Linked DNA regions of Sus scrofa: region 2 is linked to region 1. A link is a contact called in public HiChIP or PLAC-seq data. All regions are on one chromosome and are shown on one strand. The core of a region is the stretch at or near the end of the contact, and the rest is flanking DNA. Distances in the headings are between cores, read along the strand shown. Region 1 has its middle 28 kb from the start of C3H16orf72. Region 2 overlaps PMM2 (phosphomannomutase 2).

Region 1 (4,994 bases), core at 925-3,424:
TTTATTTATTTGTTTGTTTTTGGCTGCTCCCATGACAGAAAAATTCCACTGCCAGGAATCGAACGTGTGCCACAGTTGTAACCCGCATCGCAGCAGTGACAACACCAAATCATTAACCCACTGAGGCACCAGGGAATTCCTGTGAATTGATATTTGTAAAGCATATAAATGTCTGCCAGGCATGAATCAAGCATCACACAGGTAAGGGTCCCAGGGGCTGTGGATGTTCTCCACATCCCTGAGCTCACCTGAGCTCACCTGAGCTTAGCGCTTCCCAACTCTGCAACCTGCATCTCTCATATCCTGCACCTGGGGGCGCTCTCCAGCTCAACCAAACACAAGCTCACCGTGGAAATATGGAGGGGTTAAAGTCGCGAGGGCTACCCTAAACTGGAGAGGACAGATGTTGATGGTAAATGCCTCAGGTTCTCCATCTCCACAGAGGCCACGCTGACCTGCACCCCACACTGGATCTCGGGGGAGCCCCAGTGGAACAACCCCAGTTGTCCAACAGCCTATTAACACACCCTTTACTGGTTCTTCGCCCTTCCCTGACTCACCTCGCTCCCTCTCAGTGCTTCCTGGAATCGGCTCCCAGGGTGAGCGCTGTGTCTAGAGTAAAACATAGGATGCTCTTCAAAGGAGGAAGAGGTAAACACATGTGGTCCATCCTGGCCACGGAGCAGTATTCCGCCATTGAAAGTGATGGAGTTCTAATGCATGCCACGGTGTGGACAAACCTCAAAAACAGTACACTAAGTGAAAGCAGCCGGACCCAAAAGGCCACACGTAGTATGCTTCCATTTGTAGGAAATAGCCCGAGGAGGTACGTCCACAGAGACAGAAGGCAGACTAGTGGTTTTCAGGAATTTGGGAGGAGGAAGAGTGGGGAGTGAGTGCTTAGTGGGTGCAGGGTTTCTTTGCGGTGCTGAAGAATGGCTTGGAACTCAACAGAGGCGACGTTGCACAACATTTTGAATGTACTAAAAGTCACCAAATTGTTCATTTAGAAATGGTTCATGTTCGGAGTTCCCGTCTTAAGGTAGCAGAAGTAATTCCGACTAGGAACCATGAGGTTGCAGGTTCGATCCCTGGCCTCACTCAGTGGGTTAAGCATCCGGCATTGCCGTGAGCTGTGGTGTAGGTCGCAGATGCGGCTCAAATCTGGCGTGGCTGTGGCTATGGCATAGACCCCTAGTCTGCGAACCTCCATATGCTGCAGGTGCGGCCCTAAAAAGCAAAAACAAAAACAAAAAACAGTTCATGTTGGAAATTCTCTTGTGATGCCATGGGCTAAGGATCTGGTATTGTCACTGCAGTGGCTTGGGTCACTGCTGTGGCAAGGGTTCGATCCCTGGCCTGAGAACTTCCACATGCCACGGGCATGACCAAAAAAAGTAAAATAGAATAAGTAAAATGATTGTGTTAATTTTATGTTGTATGAACTTCACCTCAATTTAATAAACATATTAAACACACACACACACACACACACACATGCACACATACACACACTCACTGAGCAGCCTTCTCCTCCCCTGCCCCAGGGCTGGAAATCCTCAGCCTGTTTCAGGACCTTGTGTGGGAATCGTTTCAGGGCATTACCTTCAGGGAGAGGAAGCCTCTTCAGCCCTGAAAACCATGTGGTCCTTCCTTCCTAAAATTGCAAGCAGGGGAATTCATGTTTCTTTACTGAGGCCCTACTATGTGCAGGCTGTGTGTAGGACCCTCTATAGGAACCGTCTCCATGAGCCCTCTTAACCCTCTCTTGCCTCCCCTATTTAATTTTTCTTCCCCTTTCTTATCACCAACTGATATTACATGATATATACCTATTTTCTCATTGTTTTTTTTTCTCACTAGGATGTAAGCTTCACGGGGCAGGAAGTGTGTTTTATTTATTGCCATATCCCCTATGCCTGGCACATAGTAGGTGCTCAATAAATGCTCATTACATGAAGGCACTCAGCACAACAGGAATTAGCATCTCCAGTTTACAGATGGGGTGATGCAGGCTCATGATTTGTCAAAGTCCCATGACTAGTAAACAGCAGAGCCTGAATTTGAACTTAAGGCCACCTGGGGGCACAGCCCATGTGGCAGGGCAGGGAGCTTTCCTGTGCCCTGCTGGGATGAGTTAGATGTCTGAAAACTAGAGGCGTCAAGGTGATGACTCATCCCTTAGGCAAAGAAGAGCCGAATCATGACCCAGAGTTGAGTCACCGTTTCTGCCTCCCTCTGTGCTGACTCGTTCATGCCTCCAGTTCTTGGCCTCCCCAGCTCTTGGTGGGGAGGAAGCCAGGGACTCAACATAGCCTGGGCCTCCTTTCTTGTCTGGCCTCTGCCCTTTTGGCTGGGACCATCTGACCCAGATGAAACCACAGATGTGGGCCCAGGCCAGCTGTCACTGTACGGCCACGGCAAGGTCTGAACGCTGGCAGTGATGAGACCTTGAAGCCATTCCTGCTGCAGGGTTTTCCTGGATGGATGGCACCAGCTCTAACCCCTGGCACAGCTGACTTACTTAAAGCACTCACTTAGGAGTTCCCATCATGGCTCAGCGGTAACGAACCCAACTAGGTTCATTGAGGATGCAGGTTCAATCCCTGGCCTCGATCACTGGATTAAGGATCTGGCGTTGCCATGAGCTGTGGTGTAGGTTGCAGATGCAGCTTAGATATGGCGTTGCTGTGGCTGTGGTGTAGGCAGGCCACTGTAGCTCCGATTTGACTCATAGCCTGGGAACTTCCATATGCTGTGGGTGCAGCCCTAAAAGCAAAACAAAAAACAAAACACTCACTCAATCTAATGTTTAAAAAAGAAAACAAGGAGTTCCTGTCGTGGCGCAGTGGTTAAAGAATCCGACTAAGAACCATAAGGTTGCAGGTTCGATCCCTGGCCTTGCTCAGTGGGTTGAGGATCCGGCGTTGCCGTGAGCTGTGGTGTAGGTTGCAGATGCAGCTCATATCCCCTGTTGCTGTGGCTCTGGCGCAGGCCGGTAGTTGCGGCTCCGATTCAACCCCTAGCCTGGGAATCTCCATATGCTGCAGGAGCGGCCCAAGAAATGGCAAAAAGACAAAAAAGAAAAGAAAGAAAGGAAAACAAGCCTTAACATCAGAAAGAAATGGGTTTGAAGCCCAGCTCTGCCATTTATTAGTTGTGTGACCTTGGGCTCACTCTTTGACCCCTCTGTTTGTCAAGTTCCTCATCTGGAAAACTAGATAATAATGTTATTTGCTTCTATGTGTTTGCAAGAGGATAGAATAAGACTTTTTTTTTTTTTTGCCACGCCCAGAACATGCAGAAATTCTGGATCCAGGGATCGAACCCACACCCCAGCAGCAACTGAAGCCACAGCAGTGATAACGCCGGGTCCTTAACTCCCTGAGCCAACAGGGGGCTCCAGAACAGGACTTTCTGAGTGGGAGCCCTTTGCATAGCGTCAAGGAGGAAAAGTGCTGAGAACTGAACCCTAAGGCAGGGAAGAGAATGAGGTGGGGTTGGAGGTAAACAAGGTTGTGGGTGTGGGCCCCAGGCTGACCGGTGAGTCAGAGACGGAGGCTGGACAGATGGCTTAACCTCAGCTTCCCCTTCTCCAGCTGCACTGGAGTAGGGGTTGGATTCTGCTAAATCCTGCCCTGTCCCCCACAGAATGAGAAAACAATATCACACAGAATGAGAACAGTCCACAAAAGGAAGAACGTTCAACACTGTGGTCAGGCATTTGAGGATGGGCGATATTGAAACCATCACTCTAGGGAGTTCCCATTGTGGTGCAACAGAAATGACTCTGACCAGTACACATGAGGATGCGGGTTCAATCCCTGGCCTCACTCAGTGGGTTAAGATCCAACATTGCCATGAGCTGTGGTGTAGTTTGCAGACACTTCTTGGATCCCACGTCGCTGTGGCTGTGGTGTAGGCTGGCAGCTGTGACTCTGATTTGACACTAGCCTGGGAACTTCTATATGCCATGGGTGCATCCCTAAAGAGCAAAAAAGAAAGGAAGGAAGGAAGGAAGGGGAAAAGAAAAAATGGACTAGGTTTTTTAACATGGATGATATTACCTTAGTAATCCATGAGTATATTTTTGTTGCGAAAGATTCTAACAATCCAGACCTATGGGGAGCAAATGCCGAAGTCCCACTTCACCAGCTTCCACTATCAACAGTTTGGAGCACAGCCTCACAGTCTCTTTTCTTTGCATTTATGTAGCTGTGTGCACAGGGCTAACTGATAACAGTAGCTGGGCACTTAGCACACGTCAACCCCTGCTGCAAGCTATTGCCAAAGATTAATATATTTAATCTTACCAACTGTAATGGAAAAACAAAAATCATTAAAAAAGAAAAAATATGTATATTTAATCTTCACAACAGCCACCTGAAGCAAATTCTACTATTATCGCTCATTTCCTGAGGGGAAACTCAGGCCCGGAGAGGTGAAGTAACTTCCCCAAAATTACCCAGCGTCAGAGAGGAAGACCTGGGATTCAAACCCAGGCAGCCTGGCCCCAGAGTATGTACACATAACCATTGCATTCTACTGTCTCTCATATATTTTCTTTTTTTCCTCTTTTTTTTTTTTTTTTTTGCTTTTTGCTTTTTAGGGCCATACCTGCAGCATGTGGAAATTCCCAGGCTAGGGGTCAAATCAGAGCTACAGTTGCTGGCCTATGCCACAGCCACAGCAACTCGGGAATTGAGCCACATCTGCAACCTACACCACAGCTCACAGCAACACCAGATCTCTGACCCACAGAGCAAGGCTGGGGATCAAACCCGCATTCCCATGGATACTAGTCGGATTCCTTTTTGCTGTGCCACAATGGGAATTCCTCTCATATATTTTCTTTTCTTTTTTGCTTTCTAGGGCTGCACCTGTGGCATGTGGAGGTTGCCAGGCTAGGGGTCGAATCAGAGCTGTAGCTGTTGGCATACGCCACAGCAACAGCAACATTGAATCCAAGCCGCATCTGTGACCGACACCATAGC
Region 2 (4,994 bases), core at 1,661-4,160, 200 kb after region 1:
CATCAGAATCTCTTGAAAGTAGCTGCTGAAGTACAATTCCAAGGCCTTGCAGCCCTACTGAGTCAGAATCTCCAGTGAAGGGCAAATAAGAACCTCCAGCTTCCTGGGGTCCTGGGCTAGAGATGCCGGTTCACTAGGCAGGGAAGGAGCCCGGGTGACTCAAGACTAAGGACCTCCTGGGAGACTGAGGTCGGGCAACGGGGTTGGGGGGGGGTGGGGGGGCGTGAAGACCCAGAGCTGACACCTCAACACCTGGGTGGGAAGGAGGCAGGAGGCTCGACGGGTGGTGAATAGGGATTGGCAAGATGTTTTCCGGGCAGAGAAACACACATCTTTCTAGGTGCATTTATCCGGGTACCTGAGTACCAACCGCTCCACTAGCAACTCCAGAAATTAATCTATAGGATTAAAAACAGGAATAAAAAAAGGCAGAGAATATATTTCTCCAAACGAGAAAGCAGGACGCCTTGAGGATGATGGCGAGGGGCTGCCTCTGATACTACGTGGCTCTAGGTCCCAGCAGCCTCAGAAGAAGCTAATCTTTTACCGGAACGTAATGAGCAATGTGGAGTTTACCGTCGTTTCCCAGTTGCTCTTGTACTTTCTCAAAGTCCGACCCGCCCACGACGCCAATTTTGATCTTCTGCCTCAGTTCTTGTAGAAAGCAATCCATGTCTTCGGTAATTTTCTGCATTTCCAAAAGGAAATAAAAGAGTGAAGAGCCACAAAATAACTGGGAGACTAAGACGGCAAGAGTAACAGAACCCTTGCCCTCCTCTCTGGCTGCCCGGCAGTGTACGGAGCTCCCAGACCAAGGATCAGATCCGAGCCACAGGTGCGACCTACACCACAGCTGCAGCAAGGCCGGATCCCTGACCCACGGTGCCAGGCCAGGGATGGAACCTGCGACTCCATGCTCCAGAGATGCCACTGATCCTGTTGCACCACAGTGGGAACTCCAGAACCTGCACTTTCTTATCTGCTGATTTGGTTTCTATGTCTATACATAAGACTAATTACTTAGTGGTGATTTGGGGACATCAACTTTTTTTTTTTTTTCCAAACTCATGGCATGTGGAAGTTCCTGGGCCAGGGATCAAACCTGCAGCATAGCAGTGAGCTGAGCCACAGCAATGACGACGATGGATCCTTAACCCACTGCGCCACAACTCCCAGGACATCCACTGTCTTATCAGAAAAAAATCTGTTAAGTTTTACTTATTTTTACCTTGTTTAACACACATAAGTAGGAGTTCCCATGGTGGCTCAGAGGGTTAAGAACCTGACATAGTGTCCATGAGGATCTGGGTTCGATCCCTGGCCTTGCTCAGTGGGTTAGGAGCGGTGTTGCCGTGGCTGTGGCGTAGGCTGGGAGCTGCAGCTCCAAACTGACCCCTAGGTCCGGGGATCTTCCATATGCCACAGGTGCAGCCCTAAAAAAAAAAAAAAAAAAAAAGAAAGAAAAAAATCTCCACACAGGTAATACATTTCTCCAGCTCTTTTTCTGTGCATTTATACAAACAGGCCCTAGTTTTTGAAACATAAGTCACTCTACACCTTGTGCAATAGTCTGTTTTCTCAGCACTACGTTGTGCTGATTTTCCATAATGCATATAGACCTAGCCTATTCCTGCTGAACGCTACACTGTACTCTATTTATTTAGTTGATTTATTTGTTTATTTACTTACTTACTTATTTTTGTCTTTTCCAGGACCGCACCTGCGGCATATGAGGGTTCCCAGGCGAGGAGTCCAATCAGAGCTGTAGCCATCGGCCACGCCAGATCTGAGCCACGTCTGCAACCTACACCACAGCTCACGGCAATGCTGGATCCTTAACCCACTGAGCGAGCCCAGGGATCGAGCTCGTAACCTCATGGTTCCTAGTCAGATTCACTAACCACTGAGCCACAACGGGAACTCCCAGTTGTTGATTTTAAAACAACAAAATGAGATTAAAGAGGAAGTTCAGAGTTGATTATAATTATATAAATGAAACGCATCAGAGTAAGATCACTAGATTTCTGAGTCTCTCCTGAAAGATAAGATCTATAAACAGTGGTCTCAGTGGTACAATTTCCTGCTAAATTCCAAACTGTGTGCTAGTTCAAAAGAAATTTTAAACTTAGATGAAAAGGGATATCCCTGTATTAGGACAATCACAATGAATTTTTAAAGGTTTTATTTATTTTTAGCAATCTCTCTTTTTTGGGGGGGACATTTTTTTTGGCTCCTTCAGGGCATACGGAGCTCCCAGGCCCGAGATCTGATCAAAGCCACCATCATGACCTAAGCCACAGCTTCGGCAATGCTGGATCCCTAACTCACTGTGCTGAGCTGGGGACTGAACTCCACGTCACAGCAGCTCTCAAGATGCCACCAATCCCGCTGAACCCCAGCAAGAGCTCCACTTTTTTTTTTTTTTGCTTTCTAGAGCCGTACCCGTGGCATATGGAGGTTCCCAGGCTAGGGGTCTAATTGGAGCTCCAGCTGCTGGCCTACGTCGCAGCCACAGCAACGTCAGATTCAAGCCATATCTGCAACCTGCACCGTAGCTCGCGGCAACACCAGATCCTTAGCCCACTAAGCAAGGCCAGGGATCGAACCCACAACCTCATGGTTCCTTGTCGGATTCGATTCCACTGCACCATGATGGGAACTCCTAGCAGTCTTAGTTGTACACTTAACATGGAAAAAGACTCACAAATAAAGTTACCAGAAGTTAAAAACAAAAAACCCCTTCAACCTCAGTATAAAAACATCTAGAGTTCAACTCTCTCCTCTTCTTTAAAAAATATGTATGGAAAACTACCACAGACATGAGTAAGAAGAGACACTGTACAGGAGGGTTCAGAGGAGAGTGCAGTCCGTCTCTCCCACAACTTCGGGTGCAATCCTGACCTAGAGACACAATGCAGTGGCCTCTGAGTCAACAACTGGGAAGATGAGTCCCAGAGTCCCCCCCGGGTGCTTAACTCAGACCTGACGTCAAAAGGGGAGGAAGTGGGGGAGACTCTTGTGATTGCAAAATATTAAAAATGCAATAGTAACGGCGAATGAAACACTTCCGCCCTCAAACCGAAGCCTAAGGGCACAATTTACTCTATCTTGACCCCTGTGCCCACGGATGAGGCAGCTGGTATGATGTGCCTGCACTATGCATGGGCTGTTAGAGGCACCTTTTCAGCTCCAAGTGGCAGCACATGTCTTTTGACAAGAAATTAGAGCTGGCTCCTTGTGACCACAGAGGAGCATCTAAACTACCCCCTACTTCAGGAGAGAGATCTGGAGCAAAATAACCACACAGCAAAATTACTGTGATGTTTCTAAATAGATTTAAGCCTCAAGATGGTGGGTTGGAGGGACTCGAGCTCACCTCCTCTCATGAAAACACCAAAATGACAACTGCCTCTGAGCAATCATCAACAAAATAGACAGGGAATTCCTGTTGGGGCTCAGGGGTAATGAACCTGACTAGTATCCATGAGGATGCGGGTTTGACCCCTGGCCTCGCTCAGTGGGTTAAGGATCTGATGTTGCCATGAGCTGTGGTGTAGGTCGCAGATGTGGCTCGGATCCCATGTGGCTGTGGTGTAGGCTGGCAGCTGCAGCTCTGCTTTGACCCCTAGCCTGGGAACTTCATACGCTGCAGGTGCGGCCCTATAAAGACAAACAACAACAGCAACAACAAAAAAAGACAAAGAAAAAACAAAATAGATTGGAAGCTACCAAAAAAGATATCCCACACCTAAAGACAAAGAGGAAGCCAGAACAAGTGGGGGGGGGGAATTACACAACAGAAGCAACCCCATACCCGCTGGGTGGGCAGCCCGCAGACTGGAAAGTAATCATATTCCAGAGACTCTCCTTCAGGAGTGACAGTTCTGAACCCCACATCAGGTGACCCAGCCTGGGGGTTTGGTATTGGGAGGAGCCCCGGAACATGTGACACTGAAGACCAGCAGGGCTTGGGCGCAGGAGCTCCAGAGGACTGGGACAAACAGAGACCCTACTCCTGGAGGGCGAACATGGGGTTCTGTGTGCACTGGGTCCCAGGGCAGAGCAGGGACTCCATAAGAATCTGGGTCAGACCTACTTGCGAGCCTTGATGGGTCTCCTGGGAAAAGAGGGGGCGACTGTGGCAGGACACTGGAGGTGGGGGTCCCAGGGAGTAATCATTGGGGTGAGCTCCCCTGGAAGCTGCCATATTTTTTGGAAAAATATGGCCCCACCCATCAGGGCTGAGAAACCCCAAGCCAAACGACAGGGTGGGAACACAGCCCCATCCACCAACAAACGGGCTGCCTAAAGTCCTCCCAGGCACCCAGCCACCTCTAATCACACCCAGAGACAAAGCCCTACCCAGCACAAGGACCAGACTCAGTTCCACCCACTAGTGGGCAGGTACCAGCCTGTCCCATCAGGAAGCCTGCAACCAACCCCTGTACCAACTTCACTCACATGGGGGCAGACACGAGAAGCAAGAGAGGCTCCAACCTTGTAGCCTGCAAAAAGGAGAGCACACATAAAGCTATACAAAAGGAAAAGGCAGAGAAATATGAGCCAGATGAGGGAAGAGGACAAAACCCCAGGAAAACCGCTAAAAGAAATGGAGATAAGCAATCTATGGGTGAAAGACTTTAGGATGATACTAGTAAAGATGATCCAAGATCTTGGGGGGAAAAAAAAAAACTGGAGGCAAAGATCAATAAATTACAAGAAATGTTTAACAAAGAGAAGACTTTAAAGAATAAACAAGGAGTTCCCGTCATGGCTCAGTGGTTAACAAATCTGACTAGGAACCATGAAGTTGCGGGTTCAATCCCTGGCCTTGCTCAGTGGGTGAAGGATCTGGCGTTGCCATGGGCTGTGGTGTAGGTTGCAGATGCGGCTCGGATCCCACATTGCTGTGGCTGTGGTGTAGGCCGGCAGCTACAGCTCCAATTAGACCCCTAGCCTGGGAACCTCCATATGCCGTGGGTGCGGCCCCAGAA

The links. HiChIP or PLAC-seq counts read pairs in DNA pulled down with a chosen protein or histone mark.
Region 2: a contact with region 1 is called in an H3K27ac HiChIP or PLAC-seq map of alveolar macrophages. The contact joins two enhancer-like sites. A contact is called at or near these places in 1 of 47 Hi-C or Micro-C datasets (skeletal muscle) and 1 of 2 datasets of contacts at active chromatin or transcription factors (alveolar macrophages).

Annotation. Positions count from the first base shown.
Region 1 is chr3:33,680,342-33,685,335 of Sscrofa11.1, forward strand. No RefSeq gene overlaps it. Among named protein-coding and RNA genes, the nearest start is that of C3H16orf72, 28 kb to the left of the region's middle. Within about 2 kb of position 2,175, at least 17 of the 83 cell types and tissues checked have an H3K27ac peak or open chromatin away from gene starts, as enhancers often do. A contact at or near this core is called in alveolar macrophages, where this site is marked.
Region 2 is chr3:33,876,676-33,881,669 of Sscrofa11.1, forward strand. PMM2 (phosphomannomutase 2) reads right to left here. Exons shown (of 8, transcript XM_021086654.1): 2 at 577-688. Among named protein-coding and RNA genes, the nearest start is that of PMM2, 13 kb to the right of the region's middle. Within about 2 kb of position 2,911, at least 7 of the 83 cell types and tissues checked have an H3K27ac peak or open chromatin away from gene starts, as enhancers often do. A contact at or near this core is called in alveolar macrophages, where this site is marked.